Regions from separate parts of the Zea mays genome. Here region 2 is linked to region 1. A link is a contact called in public Hi-C data. All regions are on one chromosome and are shown on one strand. The core of a region is the stretch at or near the end of the contact, and the rest is flanking DNA. Distances in the headings are between cores, read along the strand shown.

Region 1 (7,659 bases), core at 3,631-6,130:
ACAATCGAGGGAGAAGTTTTTTTTGATGGTTTGGTACCGTCCTAATTCGCTTCTGAATGATGCCAACCTAACAAGCATATTTTTTTGAAGAACCAATTTTGCTGGTCAATTTTGATCTAGAGAACCAACCTCCTGAGATTTTGGTGAACGTGGTGAGCCGGGATAGGGTTGCTGCAATCCAAAGAGCAATTGTTGTGCCAGCAGGTCAACTACGGAAACGTTGACGAGTTTCGCACGTTCCAGAGGCAAGGCGCTGGTCTTGAGGTTAGTCTTGTTTTATGTCTCCGTGAACTGATTGAGCTACTGTTGTAGTTGCGACAAATGCTTGATTGGCTGTAGTGGATTAACTAAGCAAGTTTGCTCTTGGTCTGACTAAGACAAGTGCTCTCACAGAATATTGCTTAACTTTACTCTAATCTGACATTTTGTCAGATAAACTAAAGGTCTCAAGTATAATGGCCACGAAGAGCTAAGTTCTATTTACCAACTTATTCAAGGGAAATCTTCGTGGTAAACCAGCCAAAAGGTATGAGAAGATCACAAATCGGCTACAACTAATAGCTGATAAGATGATTGCCAGAGCTCATATGTCTATGATTATAGAATTTTGTTAATATCTCATCTATGCTCAACTCTTGGTTATCAACAAAACAAATTTTGTGATGGATACCCAAGCAGACATTACAGCCTGAAACTACAGGTGACAAAAAAAATTTGGGTACATTTAGTGGTGTTGGTAGTGCCGAGAGTGGTTCGATATTGTGCTTAACTATTAGGCATCTATGATTTCATTAGTGTATTATATATATTCAATGCAAAGGTTGTTGAGTGACTTCATATAATAAATTCTAGCGGTCTCAGAATGGTTTGTTGCTGCTGCATTTGCATTAGTTACCGTCTTCACTCTGCTACTTCAAATTGTACCTGTCCGGATGCTGAAAATAGTGTTAATGACACATCTAGCTACTTTCATTATTCAGAATAAGATTCAACTTCACTGTACTTTTTGGATATGCATTGAGTAGTCAAGTAATGAAGAAAAGAAAATTCCCACTGTCTACCTACACATGATTTTGAGCATTTAGGAGAAGTTGAGGAAGGAGCCGAGGAAGGAGGAGAAATTCCCGCCAAGGAGAACCCGCCCAAGAAAACCTTTTCATTTCAGGTGTGTACTGATGCTACTTGCCCTAAACCGTTCAGATTCATGTTGTCATCTATGTATAATTTTTATCTACTGGGATATCGACCTTCATTGTTTTCTTGACAATGAGTTCAGAGGAGCTACCTAGGGTACAGTTTGATGGATCAGAATAAGTATAGGATTATGCTAAAAATAGTGTTAATGACACATCTAGCTACTTTCATTATTCAGAATACGATTCGACTTCACTGTATAATTATATGAAAATCATTTGTATGCAAATATTGTGATCAGAATAAGTATAGGATTATGTTGAATATAAAGTTAATTAGCACTGCATGTTACAGTGGTTGTAAGACATGTTGCCTGATGCTGGTTTGCTCTGTGATAATCTTTGGTCTTATCCTTCCAATGAAGCAACAGGCTGGGCCATCAATGATCGAGGTGTTTCATTCACATTTGGACCTTATCTACCAAGCACATCAGGTTCCTGTGTTCTTAAAGATGTAACCTACTTATTCTTTTATAACCTACTTATTCTTTTATATATCCAGACAATTGCTGATGTTGGTAGTGGTGTTAGCCTCCCTGATCTGTCCTGAAGCGAGAAAATGAAGGACGAAGGCAAGAACTATTTCTAGGTGAGGTTCCAGAGATTTATTTACTGACGATGTGTTATTGTTGCTGATTTCTTAGGGTGTCCTTGAATTTGTCTTGTTTCTACAGAGGAGAGTTTATCATATGCCCTGTAACCTTCCGATTCAAGGAGTGGATGCGCGCGTTCATCGTCAAAATCACCAACACTTCAGTTTAGAATATTGAACATAAATAGGACCTGTCTGTCCCATTGTGGCTTGGTGGAAGACTTCATATGATGTTGGGACTTACACAAGTTTACTATACTTGATTGCAGGATTCCACGGAGTTGTCCCTTCTTCAAAGTACACTAATTTGATACGACTGGCGCAGACGACGCATTTGTTGGTGCTCCGTTCCGAAGGATCGTTAAATATTCGTTATCGCTACAAGTAAGTCTCCTGAAATCTATTTATTGATCTGAAACTATTGGGTTCTACATGCCAAGGCGGTCCTTCGGTTTTCAGTTATATTGTGTGATTTGAGATTTGGTATATGGTTTGACTGTACAGGACAAGAAGAAGCGTGTGGAGTCTATTAAATTCGCTATAGACTAATTTTGACTATCTAGCTTGTTCAAACGACTGAGCTTCTGAAATTATGACATCAGTGCAAGTGTGTAAAGCTAAATATTAAATGTTCTCCCCTGGTTTATGAATAATATTAACTCGAACAAAGAATTCTATTGTTGTCAAATGCCATTTTTTACATGTATGCAAGGAGCAGTTGCTAGAATATTATAATTGGTAATTGGTATATAAACATCAGTTCCCATTATTTACCACATATCTTTTCTAAACGTCATTTCTATTTATTGTGAGATATTCTCTTGCAGATTGCTATACCAAGTTCTACCAAATTCATTGAAGAAAGGATCGCTATTGTAGCGTTTTCCCGATGGTGACGATGATTTTTGAAATAGCAGGCTAAAACTTATTCCATTTGTTCCAAAGGTATGTCCCAGTGTGAAATCCATAGCGATTGACTGGTTTAAGGACACCAATCCTACAATGAAGCTGGGACTGGTCACTCTTGGAGATCAAGGATGCAAGTACTATGCTAGGGTATGCTTTATACGTTTGTGAATGCTGTTGTCCTATGGAAATACAAATATATATATGCTAATTATTCATGGGCTGCTTATATTGAACTTAAATAGGACCTGTCTATCCTATTGTGGCTTGGTGGAAGACTTCATATGATGCTGAGACTTACAAGAACTATTTCTAGGTGAGGTTCCAAAGATTTATTTACTCACGATGTGTTATTGTTGCTGATTTCTTGGGGTGTCCTTGAATTTGTCCTGTTTCTATAGGGGAGAGTTTATCAGATGCCGTCGGTGATGAGGATGACTGGAGCCGACCACCCCCGTAATCGCTGGGCCGTCGCCGCCAACGACCGCGCATGTGCTCCACCTCCACCACCATCCCACCAGCATCGAGGTGATAGATAATCCGCTTCCGTTGAACGTAGCAATTTTGCTGAGACCTGGTTAATTGTTTTCGTCATGATGATGGCGCAGGCATTTTCGCGAGTGATACGGAGCTGGGCGTGGAAGAAGTTCATGTCTGGACGGTGCGCATCTCTCGTACATATGAATACCGGTAGTTCGCATTTGCACGTCATCTCTGATCCTGAGCCTGTGTGCTGTATCGCAGTGTCATCCTGCTCCCGATCGCCATCACCTTCTACACGACATGGTGGTTCATCCGCTTCCTCTCCTTGTGCCTACGAGTTTCTTGGTGTAAATGAGGGATTTGTTACAGAATTCATCCTCTCAGGCGGGATTTCGGTGCCAAAGATCATATCGGCGGTGGAGGGGGCCGTCGGCCTCGGCGACCATGGCCTGGCGGTGAAGGACTCCTAGCTCACGCTTCTTCCAACTCATCCTGACAGTTGAAGCTTCCTTCTCTTCATCACAATCTTAGGTTGCTCTTCGAGGTTCTGAATGTTCTACATTGTAGGTTTTAGGCAACGTTCTCCAGTTTTCATCAATCATAGGAAAATATATTTTGGTATCTAGCAAACTTGTGCTGTATAAATTCTTTCATGCGATTTCTGCGAGTTTTGGTATGGACTGACATAGCATTGTTTCGATAGGTAAACAGACTAAGTTTACATTTATACTAACAACAATAGATGATGTTCAATCACAGATTTTGCCGTCACTATTGTACTCACGCCGTCCCTCGCCAGGGCCCTAAGTCTATTGGAGGGTCGCAATTTGTGTTCTGTGGCATCGCACGGGCACGTTCATAGTATTATTTATTTAAAGAAGACTAAATATATAACATACGAATAAATTTAACGGCAGGTTGCAGAGTGCGCGGTAGCTAGAAATGTCCAAATGGGCCGCCCGGCCCGGCCCGGGCCTGATGAAGCCCGGCGCGTTTTGGGCCCGGCCCGCCATGCACGGTTAGAAAACCAGGCCGGTCCGTCTAGGCACGCGGGCTCAACTTCTTGTCCGAGCTCGACCCGCAGCGGGCCTAAACGGGCCGGGCCGGCCCATTTAGCACGAAAAAACGGGCCGAAAAACGGGCTATGCGGGCCGGTAAGCACGTTTTAGTGTAAAAAAGCGGGCTTAACAGGCTTAGAGGTAAACGGGCCGTGCCGGGCTAGCCCACCATGCCTAGTTTCTTGTCCGAGCACGGCCCGCTTATTCGTGCCGGGCCGGCCCGAGCCCGCATAGAACCGGGCCGTGCCGGGCTCGAACCGGGCTCAAATAACGGGCTTCGTGCCGGACTCGCGGGCCTCATGCTTATTGGACATCTATAGCGGTAGCGTTATTCCCTGTCTCTCTCCCCTCATCATCACCTCTGCTCAACAAAGGCACCGTCGCAGGTCGCACCGAGCTACCCACCACCCGCCCGGCACTCCGCTAGCACCACTGGGAAGAAGAGCGCACGAGAAAAGGCTGCTTCTGCTAGGAGCAGTATTTCCCTCTCCGGCCCGGCCAACATGCGCCGCACGTTCCTCCCCCGCTTAAATTAGGCGGGGCCGCCGCCCTCCCCTTTTTTTAGTTTTCCCGCGGCCCGGCCTCCTCCATCGCCTCGCCTAATTCAACCCCTCTCGGCCGTCGTGCGCGACATACTCTCTTCTCCAGCCCGTCCCGCCCACCGCTGCTCCCTTGCCTGAGCTGCCGCCCGCCGTGGGATCGATCGGTAATCGGTCCAGAGCGCGGTGCAGCGAGCGGGAGAGCGCGGGGGGCGTCGTCGACGGCCGTCCGGTCCGTCGTGCCGCTCTTGCGTTCTTGGCCTTGGTCCGCGCGCGTCCTTCATCAGGTGGGAGCCAGGGTGGCGCCTCGTGAGTTGGCGCGGCGGTGCAAGACCGCCGGGTGCCGCGCGCCAAGCTCGAGGCGGTGGGCTGGGTGATGGTGCGCCTCCTCCGGCGCGGACACAGCCTTGAAAAGACCGGATCGCACAACAGGAACATCAGCAGCAGGGAGGACGCCACCTCAGGAGCGGCAGCCACACGGCCGAGATGCACGAGTCCCTTTCCAATGGAGCCGGCGGCACCCCGCCCCTTCCCAACGGTCGGGCAGCGGCTGCCGGGGCGGCGCGGTCGCGCCTGGGCCGCGACGGGCCGCCCTCCGGTACACCACGCACGCCACCAGCTCTTCTTCATCGGTTCATGCATCCTCTTGTCCGTCGTGAATCGTGATCCGATCCTCTCGGTCCACTCACTGCTTCTTGCAGAGCTGGACGTGATGAAGGAGAAGTTCTCCAAGCTCCTGTTAGGCGAGGACATGTCCGGCACCGGCAAGGGCGTGCCGTCCGCGCTCGCGCTGTCCAACGCCATCACCAACCTTGCGGCGTCCGTCTTCGGCGAGCAGCGCAAGCTGGAGCCCATGGCGCCCGACACCAAGGAGCGCTGGAAGAGGGAGGTCGGATGGCTGCTCTCCGTCACCGACCTCATCGTCGAGTTCGTGCCCACGCGCCAGACCGCGGAGAACGGAACTACGATGGAGGTGATCACATTGTTGTGTTTGGCAGTTTCGCGTGATGTGTTAGTATGGCTGTGAGTGTGACACATCCTTTTTGACTCCCAGATCATGTCCACGGCGCAGCGGCGCGACCTCGCCATGAACATCCCAGCGCTACGAAAGCTCGACGCCATGCTCATCGTGCGTGCTCGGTCTGTCTATTTTGTCTGCAAAATATATATAGTGCCGATCGATGGTTGAACATACGGTTGGTGGCAGGGCTACATGGACAACTTCGTGGACCAGACCGAGTTCTGGTACGAGAAGGGTGGGGACAACAAGCGCGACGACGACAAGTGGTGGATGCCGACGGTGAAGGTGCCGTCGGAGGGGCTGTCGGACGTGACCCGCAAGTGGCTGCAGTACCAGAAGGAGTGCGTCAACCAGGTGCTCAAGGCGGCCATGGCCATTAACGCGCAGGTGCTCGTGGAGATGGAGATCCCGGAGATCTACATTGAGTCGCTGCCAAAGGCAAAAAGACAAATTTCTTTTTCTTCTCCTGACATTATCTCAGTGGATCGATCGCCAGCTCACGCCAACCAACGTATGTAACAGAAAGGGAAGACGAGCCTGGGCGACGCCATCTACCGGAGCATCACCGAGGAAACGTTCGACCCGCTGGAGTTCTTGGCCGGGATGGACCTTTCGACGGAGCACAAGGTGCTGGACCTCAAGAACCGCATCGAGGCCTCCACCGTGATCTGGAAGCGCAAGATGCAGACCAAGGACTCCAAGTCCTCGTGGAGCTCCATCGTCAGCTTCGAGAAGCGCGAGCAGTTCGAGGAGCGCGCCGAGACCATCCTCCACCTGCTCAAGCTCCAGTTCCCCGGCACGCCGCAGTCCCAGCTCGACATCTCCAAGATCCAGTACAACAGGGTACGTATGTGGTGGATGCATGTCATGTGAATGATACTCCGGTACTGCTATCTATGTGGATGATGATGGCCATTCCCTGCTGCAGGACGTCGGGTACGCCCTCCTGGAGAGCTACTCGCGCGTGCTCGAGAGCCTGGCGTACAGCGTCATGTCCCGCATCGAGGACGTGCTGAGCGCGGACGCGGCGGCGCAGAACCTGACGGCGAGCGAGGCGGCGCGGCGAGCGCTGGAGTCGACGTCGGCGGAGCTGCCCGCGGCGCGGAAGCTGGACGCCAAGGAGGAGCTGGAGAAGCTGAACGAGGCCCCGGCGTCGATGACGCTGTTCGACTTCATGGGCTGGCACTTCGACCAGGACGAGCTGATGAAGCGCAGGGAGGACGGCACACTGGACGCGGACGGGGAGGCCATGCTCCTCAAGAAGGCGCCCAGCATGGCCCCCAAGAAATTCTCCTACGTCGACAGCCTCTCCTCCGGCGGCATGAGGAGCCCCTCCGCGCGCCACTGATAGTGCGCCACCATCCACTGACCGGCCGACGTGCTAACAGCAGCTCAGTCATCTACGATTCGACACCATGGATCGTCGATCGTTCAGCAGCACAAGAGACGACAATGGAGACGACAGCTCCTCGGGTCCGGTCCGATCGATTCTTGCTTACGTGTACATAGCTGAGGCGCAGGCGCAGCACCTACTTACCCATTAACGTCATTGCCAGTGAGAGTTTCATCATAATTTTATTTTTATTAAACAAGATGATACATCACGATATTTGATGACATGACACGGTATTATAATAAGAGAGGCGAAGAGAATTTTATGGAAGGAGACATCCAGATAAAACTTAGAATTCACTGGTTTATAGATAAAAGCTGATTTGCCACTTTTGAAAACCGCAATGAAATTTTCACGCGAAATGACCTATGTGACCCATGTTCTCTCCTCTTACATTTCTTTCTTGTCCTTGCCTCTACGTTCTAGAAGATTCTAGATGAGGGGAAGAAAAGGGCCGGATTATTTCATCCACGC
Region 2 (7,659 bases), core at 3,475-5,974, 140 kb before region 1:
TTGGACCACTCTCTGAAGCTCGTGCTGTGTTAAATGCAGCAAGACAGCAAGCAATGAAGATCGCACCAAACATGCCACAAAACCAGGCCTGCCTGGATGTGATGGAGGAAGGCATATTATGTGGAGGCCAAGCTGGTGTTTTGAAGGTATGTCTCTGTAACTGTCCCCTTCCAATACGAAATTGAGGTGAAACTATCTACTATTTTCAACTTCTCTTAGTTATCTAGCTCGGCATCTTATTTCTCAGGAATTTCCATAGGCTATGTAAAACACGTAAGGGTTTGTTTGGATTGGAGGGGATTGAGGGGGAAATGAACTAATTTCCCCCTCAACCCTCTCAATCCCCTTCTAACCAAACAAGCCCTAAATGTATATATATGAAATAATCCTGCAATGTAGATGCTATCTTAGCGCTATTTTGGCATTTGTGCTGGGATCAATGCTCTCTGACAATAACTAGTAAACACCTCACAATAGTGGCTGGTACATTCTTGTTTCTTGCTTTTTACTATATAGCCTATTCACATGTTTACTTAACAGACACCAATAAATGCAGGAGGCCATGGTTTTCAAGGAGCTGGTGATAGCACCAACATCAAAGGCTCTTGTCCATGTTTTCTTTGCACAACGTTCCACGACAAAGGTTGTGTTCCAGTGTAGTTTACCTTTCTTTTATGATTTACCATCAAATTTCCATCCAGTCCTTGAATACATTTAAACCTTAGATGTATCACCCTTTCTTTTTAATTATTTAGAAATGATCTGATGTTTATATGCAGAATCTGTTCATTTGTATTATAGTAACATGACTGGATTTCTTCAAATAGAAAAAAACATAAAAAAATGTAGATGAAGTCAAGTTCAGTGAAGCTAAATTGCTGCAGTGACTTATGCTGCTGATTATGTATAGGTGCCAGGTGTAACTGATGTTCAACTGAAACCAAGGCCAATTAGAAAAGTTGCTGTTATTGGTGGTGGTCTGATGGGATCTGGAATTGCCACATCACTTCTTGTTAGCAACATTTCTGTTGTGCTCAAGGAAGTAAACCCTCAGTTTCTGCAAAGGGGAGAGAAAACAATAGCAGGTCAATCTCTTTATACAGCTGCTGCATTTCTTGAGAAAATGTTCTTCTCCATGTGCTTGAGCTTTAGAATTGTCTTTAAAGTTAAATTTATAAGTTACCTTACTAGTAAATCTAACTATCTTTGTAAAGGTAATCTTGAGGGCCTGGTCAAAAGAGGTTCACTAACAAAGGATAGGATGCACAAGGCCATGGCCCTTCTCAAGGGTGCTTTGGATTATTCAGATTTCAAGGATGTTGATATGGTTATTGAGGTTAGTGTTCATATGTTTTTTTAAATCTGTTGTGATTGAACTACATTTTGTGTTCATGAATCTCATGAGAACTCTATTAAGTTACATAATTCATGTGTACATGCTCATAGAATATTTGGTTGCTAGGTTGTTGTGACTCATTCCTCTCTTGTAGGCTGTTATCGAGAAGATTCCTTTGAAGCAATCAATATTTGCTGACATTGAGAAAATCTGTCCAAAACATTGCATACTTGCAACAAACACATCCACCATTGATTTGAATGTTGTTGGCAAGAAGACAAATTCTCAAGATAGAATTATAGGGGCTCACTTTTTCAGGTTTGTGAATTCTGATTACTGGATTTGTGAAATATCTTGAATACTAGCGGTGCAAAAGCTAAAAACATCTGGAGTAGAGTATGCTTATGGATTAACACATTTGTTAAAATAAAAAACCATTTACTGCATTTTTCCAGTTGAACTACGGATTTCTGACATCCACAGGTTGCTAATGCTATTATATTGTGTTATTTTCAGCCCTGCTCATATTATGCCCTTGCTTGAAATTGTTCGGACGGAGAAGACATCACCACAAGCTATCCTTGATCTCATCACCATTGGGAAGATAATAAAGAAAGTCCCTATTGTGGTCGGCAACTGCACAGGATTTGCAGTCAACCTTACATTTTTTCCTTACACACAGGGTTCTCATCTTCTAGTTAGTCTTGGTATTGATGTTTTCAGAATTGATCGAGTAATAAGCACCTTTGGCATGCCAATGGGACCTTTTCAGTAAGTGATTTGGCTCTGTTTCCTAACATTTGTTTGTAGTATTAAATGACCATTATAATTGTTCATCTTGAAAAGGAATTAAATTGTACAAAATTACGGAGGAAGTGCAATTCATACAAAGGTTAATGAAACTATCCTTATGAAGTCGTACCACATTTTTTACTAATGGCAATGTACATGCACAATGTTAGAAAATAAACTGGCATTCTGCCAACACTTGGGCAGGCTTCTGAACCATTTTAGATAGTGCTATTCTTGGACTTGAACCATTGTGAATGTATTCAGTACTAGATTATCGGTCCAAATTATCTTCCTTTTGCAGATGGGAATCAAGCATTTACCTGGACAAAGAATAAAAAACTCGGCCGGGGAGGGAAAGACCGCCCTCCCGGTATTCCATATAAGAAGAGACCGAAACAATGGCCCGGCCGAGAAAATCCCCGAACCCTGGCCCCCCATCACTAACGGGCCGGCGTCAACTGTCCACTCTGCAACGGCCCAACCGGAGGGTGGCGCACAGGACATCGCAACCTAAGAGTGGATGGGGCACAGCGAGGGGATTTTTTTAACCAAGTCTGAAAATTCGCTCCCGATAGGAATGGAACCCAGGATTTGGAGGTGCTACTCGGAAGTCCTTAACCGCTAGGCTAGAGGCCCTTTCGCTGGACAAAGAATAATGCGACATCTTTAGTTTGCTGTGTTGTGCCTTAGCTAACTCGTTAAAATGAGCAATGCAGACCTGAGGCACCGTTGATTCTTAAATGGCTATTGTTGATTGACTGTTCTAAATTTTACTTCCATGATTCTTGTGAGTTCTTAAATTTGGCATTTTTTCCTTGCTTCCCTGTAGACTCCAAGATGTGGCTGGGTATGGAGTTGCCTTGGCAGTAAAGGATATCTACGCTGATGCCTTTGGAGAAAGAAATTTGGACTCTGACCTTGTGGATTTGATGGTAAAGGATGGACGACAAGGTAAACTTCTTAACATTTGCTTGTTTCATAATTTGATCTTCTCTTATATGATGGCTAATTTGATCCTCTTATATAATGGCACAAACCAGTTAATAGATGAATGCACATTTTATATATTTCTCGAGAAGTGAAATTTCCAAATTACTGTTTTTCAGGAAAGGTGAACGGCAAAGGTTACTACATTTATGAGAAGGGTGGGAAGCCAAAGCCAGATCCTAGTGTTAAGCATGTTATCGAGGAGTACCGAAAGCACGCAAACACAATGCCTGGTGGAAAGGTACTGTTTTCTCACGCCTGTCTTGATACATGGCCTGTGCATTTTTATTAGAATTTTTATTCTATTCCTGTTGAGTAAGATCCTTATTCGACCAAATTATATTTCTTGCAGCCTGTTACTTTAACGGATCAAGATATTTTGGAGATGATTTTCTTCCCAGTTGTGAATGAGGCATGCAGGGTTATGGATGAAAATGTTGTAATTCGAGCTTCTGATCTTGATATTGCTTCTGTTCTTGGAATGGGCTTTCCTAAATACAGGTAAGAATTACTTGAAGTTTTAACTGTATTTAAATGCTTATGTAGTTACTTCTGTACAAAATGATTTTTTTTTTACTTTCTTCCACTTAACTCGCAGTTTTCCATCCCTGGCACGTTCATTTTTGCACAAGTTTGCTGAATGAATTTACAATTTTAATCCATGAATCCCAAATCTCACTAAAACCACAGGTTGTGATGATACTCCTGGAAGAACACTTAATAGATCATATAGACAAAACGCAATGGGTGTGATTTGCAATTTATGGAAATAAATTTAAATGGCATGTCTTCAAATTTAGCACCTTGCTAATGTACTCATACAACAAATGTACCTACTCTAATAATTATACAGGCTAACCTCTCATCCTATGATTGTGTTGCATATAGTATCTAACATGTGTATAGTTGTCTAATTATCGATCTGGTTCCTCATTGTTTGAAATGTCCAAGACTACTGTATGCTTGACTTGTATGTAGTTCTGCAGAGAGTTCTACTTAATATTGAACTGAATTCTATCTTTACGTCGTGCAAGTATTGGCAGCCCTTAGTGTCAATACAAGCTAAACCTCTTCTAATGCAATGATCATTGTCCTCCCATTTACCATTTGTGTATTTCTATGTTGTATTGTTTATGGATTTAAGGAGGTGTGGTGCCTATTCTGAGTATTTATTTGAACTTACAAAAAAAATGCAGGGGTGGTCTTGTCTTCTGGGCTGACACTGTTGGAGCACCTTACATACATTCTAAGCTAAGCAAGTGGGCTGAAATTTATGGCCCCTTCTTCAAACCATCATCATATTTGGAACAGCGAGCTAAGAGTGGTGTACCATTGGTAAGCTCTCATTGTCACTCAGCATCCTCATGAGTTGGGTGATGCACATAGATATTCCATTCTGATATAGATGCGAATTTACCTTTGGTCTTGTGCTAATCATCTATCATAATACAATTACCGATTCGTCTAGACTACTGCTGTTGCTGCAGAAAACAGTGTGACGCTATATGTCAAATCATGGAGCAGGCTGTTCGTCATGCTAACCGTTTTTATATTCTCCGCAGAGCGCACCAGGAGCTTCGCAGCAAGGTTCGGCGAGGTCACGCATGTGAGGTGCTGTCCAGCATTGAGCAGAATAATGCAGAATACTTGCGGGATGAGCCATTGACGGCTGCTTCGCTGATCAAAACACCTCCGTGAACACAAACATGAGGCACAGAAGAAATGATGAAAAATAAAGGGATTGTAACAGTTTTGGTGCCTTTGACTGTAACTGGCAGAGTTTCTGGGGACAGAGTGGCATGGATTAATTGCACCTGATCACTCTGTATGTCGCTGTCATGTGTGCAATGTTCAATACGTACGTAATAAAGAATGGAAATATATGCCGCAATCAGTGCGTCGTCTTCTCGAGTTAATCGCTTGCGCCAACCAAGACGGCCGCGCGTCGTGATCCAGCGAACAAGGAGTCAGGACGGCCGGGCCATGGCGGCGGGGACAATGACGCGCACACGGCGTGCCGCTCATCACCATGTCCCATCGTGCTCCCGGAGGACTCCAATGCAATCTTCGCTGGGTTATGGGAGAAGTACGGTGAGGCCATGGCCCACGACGATGTCAAGGCCTCCCCTCATTCCTCCATTCTGCAGCGGGGATGACGGTCTGTAAGAACACTGATCTAGGTGGGGCTGTACGCCGCTCCCGGCATACGTCTCTTCTTACGGACCACTGGATTACAACTAATATCTAGAACCTTACACAGCGTCACCGCCAGAAATCTGAGCGCAGCCGACCATCTGTTCTCCACACACCCTTAGGTCTTGTTCGGTTATTCCCATTATACATGGATTGGAAAAAATTTAGAAAAACTTTGACTTGCTTGGGATTTAAACCCACTCAATCTCACTCAATCCACATGGATTGAGAGCTAACCGAACAAGCCCTTACGGGGTCCACTCCACCTCCTTAACCCCTCTTCCAAGGTTCACGAGAATAAAACAAAAACAAAGTTGTAGCCACCTAGTGGGTCCATTACGGCCCACTACTCTTGGATTGGACTTCACACTACGACTAGGCTTGCCTTCTTCCTCTGACTCTTTCGAATCCTTGACATTCTTCCCCTTTTGAGAGATGGCTTGTCCCCAAGCCGCTATCCGTGGAAATCGCGCGACGGTGATTGCCTCATCTTCTTAGGTTGCTAGTTTTTCCAGTTATGAGGTCCACTTGATCAACACTTGTGGAATCACTCCTTTCTGTGTAGAGAGCTCTCGACGCCGCAAAATTTTCTCGTGCTGTTGTGAAGGGTTAGGCACAGGAGGTAAAGCTAAACTGTAACACCCTTAATTTGGGGTATAAATTTTTTCTCTAAATGCCTACCAAATTCAGGTTTTACCCTTTCTCTCTCTAGTCTCTCTCTCTTCCTTTTGAGTAGGATTAGGTTAATTAAGTGAGGGATTTATTATTTATTTTGTCAAAACTTATGTGGGTCATAATTTGTTGCATCATGCTGAGCCTAAAATATTCTTTGAATTGATGCACATGTTTGAATTTGAAACTTGGTTTGAATTTGAATTGAAAACCGTAGAGAAAATAAAAAAAGCATTTCGAAAATCAAGGGAAAAAGAAAAACTCAATTCAGCCCAAGCCAGCCCAACTCGGCCCAGTCAGGCGGCGCGCGCGCCCGCGTCATCTGACAGGTGGACCCCATCTGCCAGCGACCGCCTGCGTCCGCGCACGCGCTCTCTCTCCCTCTCCCCCCTCCCGCTGCCCAGTGGACCCGACCTGTCGGCGCTGACCCGTCCGCACTCGTGGCCGCTCTCACTCGCTGCTCGGTGGGACCTTCCTGTCAGCGCTAACGGCACACGTTTGCCGCTCACCCTCGCTGGTCCGCGGACCCCGCCTGTTAGCCACTCCCCTCCTTAACCTTCCGCCCACGCTCTCCGTCGTGGACGCGCCCACGACCGCACGTTTTTTCGGCCACGACCCCCGCGCCCGAGCCCTTTTCTGCAGCCCACGCCCACGCACTCACTCCCCTCGCCCAGTTGTGCCCTCAGCTAAACTCCCTCGCTCTCTCTCTCTCGCTCTGCGCCCGCGCCCGTGGAACTCCACCGAAGGTTCGTCGCCGTTCCGTGGCCGTCGTCGAGCGTCAGCCGCGTCCGTTGCCTCGGTGAGCTCCGCCCCTTCGCTAGCAACGCGGGACACCTCCCGGTTTGCCCCCAGCCTCTCTAATTCACCCGGTCCACGATTACTGGCGTTCTCCCCATGTAGCCAAAGCCCGCCGCCGTCAACCTGAGGCGTCCTTGCGTCCCCGCCATTGCCCCGGTGCTCCAGAGTTTCCTCTTGAGGTGAGCAACCTCCCCGTGCCCCTATTTCTCCGTTTGTTGCCTTGGTCTTCGCGCGATTGCTCATCGGAGCAACTGCGCGCCGCCGTTTCGCTACTCCGGCGCGTTCTGTACCCTCTGGTGCCCCCGCGCCGGCGTTGTGCCCACAGTTGAGTCCGCCGTGTCACCCTGAGTGCGCTCGAGTCTTTCCCCAATCCCCTAGAGCTTTGCTGTGGCCGTGCCCTCGCCTCTGGCAAGACCTCGCCGCAGAGACGAGCGGTGCCGCCGCACTTAAGACCGGCCGCCCTGACCGCGCTGGCCGTTGGATCCCGGATGTCCATCCGAGATCAGGCAGGCTAGGTTTAAATAGAACCGATCTAATCTCAGTCGCCTGATGTAGATATGGCCGCTCAGATCTCCCCCTCACCCACGCCCCTATCGCTGGGCCCGGTCTGTTAGTCCTACCTTAGGCCGCTGACGCCCCGAGCCCACCTGTCAGCGCTCGTCGCGCGCCCGCGCACTCGCGCTCGGATCTATTCTTGGTCGTTGATCTGAGATCCGATGGCCGAGAGAGCCCGATACCCCTTCGCGTGGTAAAATTGTTAAAGAGACCCCCGGTTTGTTTGAAATCAACCCACCGTCCCTAGTTTTCACGCGCAGGCCCCTGTAATCTTGCAGATTGAACCCTAGACTTTTGTTTAATCACAGATTTAGGCCTAATTTTGT

What was found. Hi-C and Micro-C count contacts between places; a contact is called where the count stands out from the background.
Region 2: a Hi-C map of tassel shows a contact between it and region 1, with 5 times the contacts expected there. The contact joins the enhancer-like site here to the promoter of LOC100216854 in region 1. A contact is called at or near these places in 2 of 25 Hi-C or Micro-C datasets (ear and tassel).

What each region holds. Positions count from the first base shown.
Region 1 is chr4:228,169,335-228,176,993 of Zm-B73-REFERENCE-NAM-5.0, reverse strand. It overlaps LOC100216854, which reads left to right and starts at 4,880. Exons shown (of 6, transcript NM_001143246.1): 1 at 4,880-5,369; 2 at 5,473-5,744; 3 at 5,826-5,900; 4 at 5,979-6,230; 5 at 6,315-6,635; 6 at 6,721-7,453. The coding sequence starts at 5,258. The coding sequence ends at 7,140.
Region 2 is chr4:228,307,851-228,315,509 of Zm-B73-REFERENCE-NAM-5.0, reverse strand. LOC103654691 (peroxisomal fatty acid beta-oxidation multifunctional protein) reads left to right here. Exons shown (of 18, transcript XM_020552871.2): 8 at 1-146; 9 at 557-643; 10 at 911-1,085; 11 at 1,215-1,336; 12 at 1,491-1,654; 13 at 1,853-2,107; 14 at 2,958-3,079; 15 at 3,235-3,356; 16 at 3,468-3,616; 17 at 4,312-4,450; 18 at 4,678-5,031. The coding sequence ends at 4,725. Among protein-coding and RNA genes, the nearest start is that of LOC103654691, 14 kb to the left of the region's middle. Within about 2 kb of position 4,724, at least 15 of the 20 cell types and tissues checked have an H3K27ac peak or open chromatin away from gene starts, as enhancers often do. A contact at or near this core is called in ear and tassel, where this site is marked.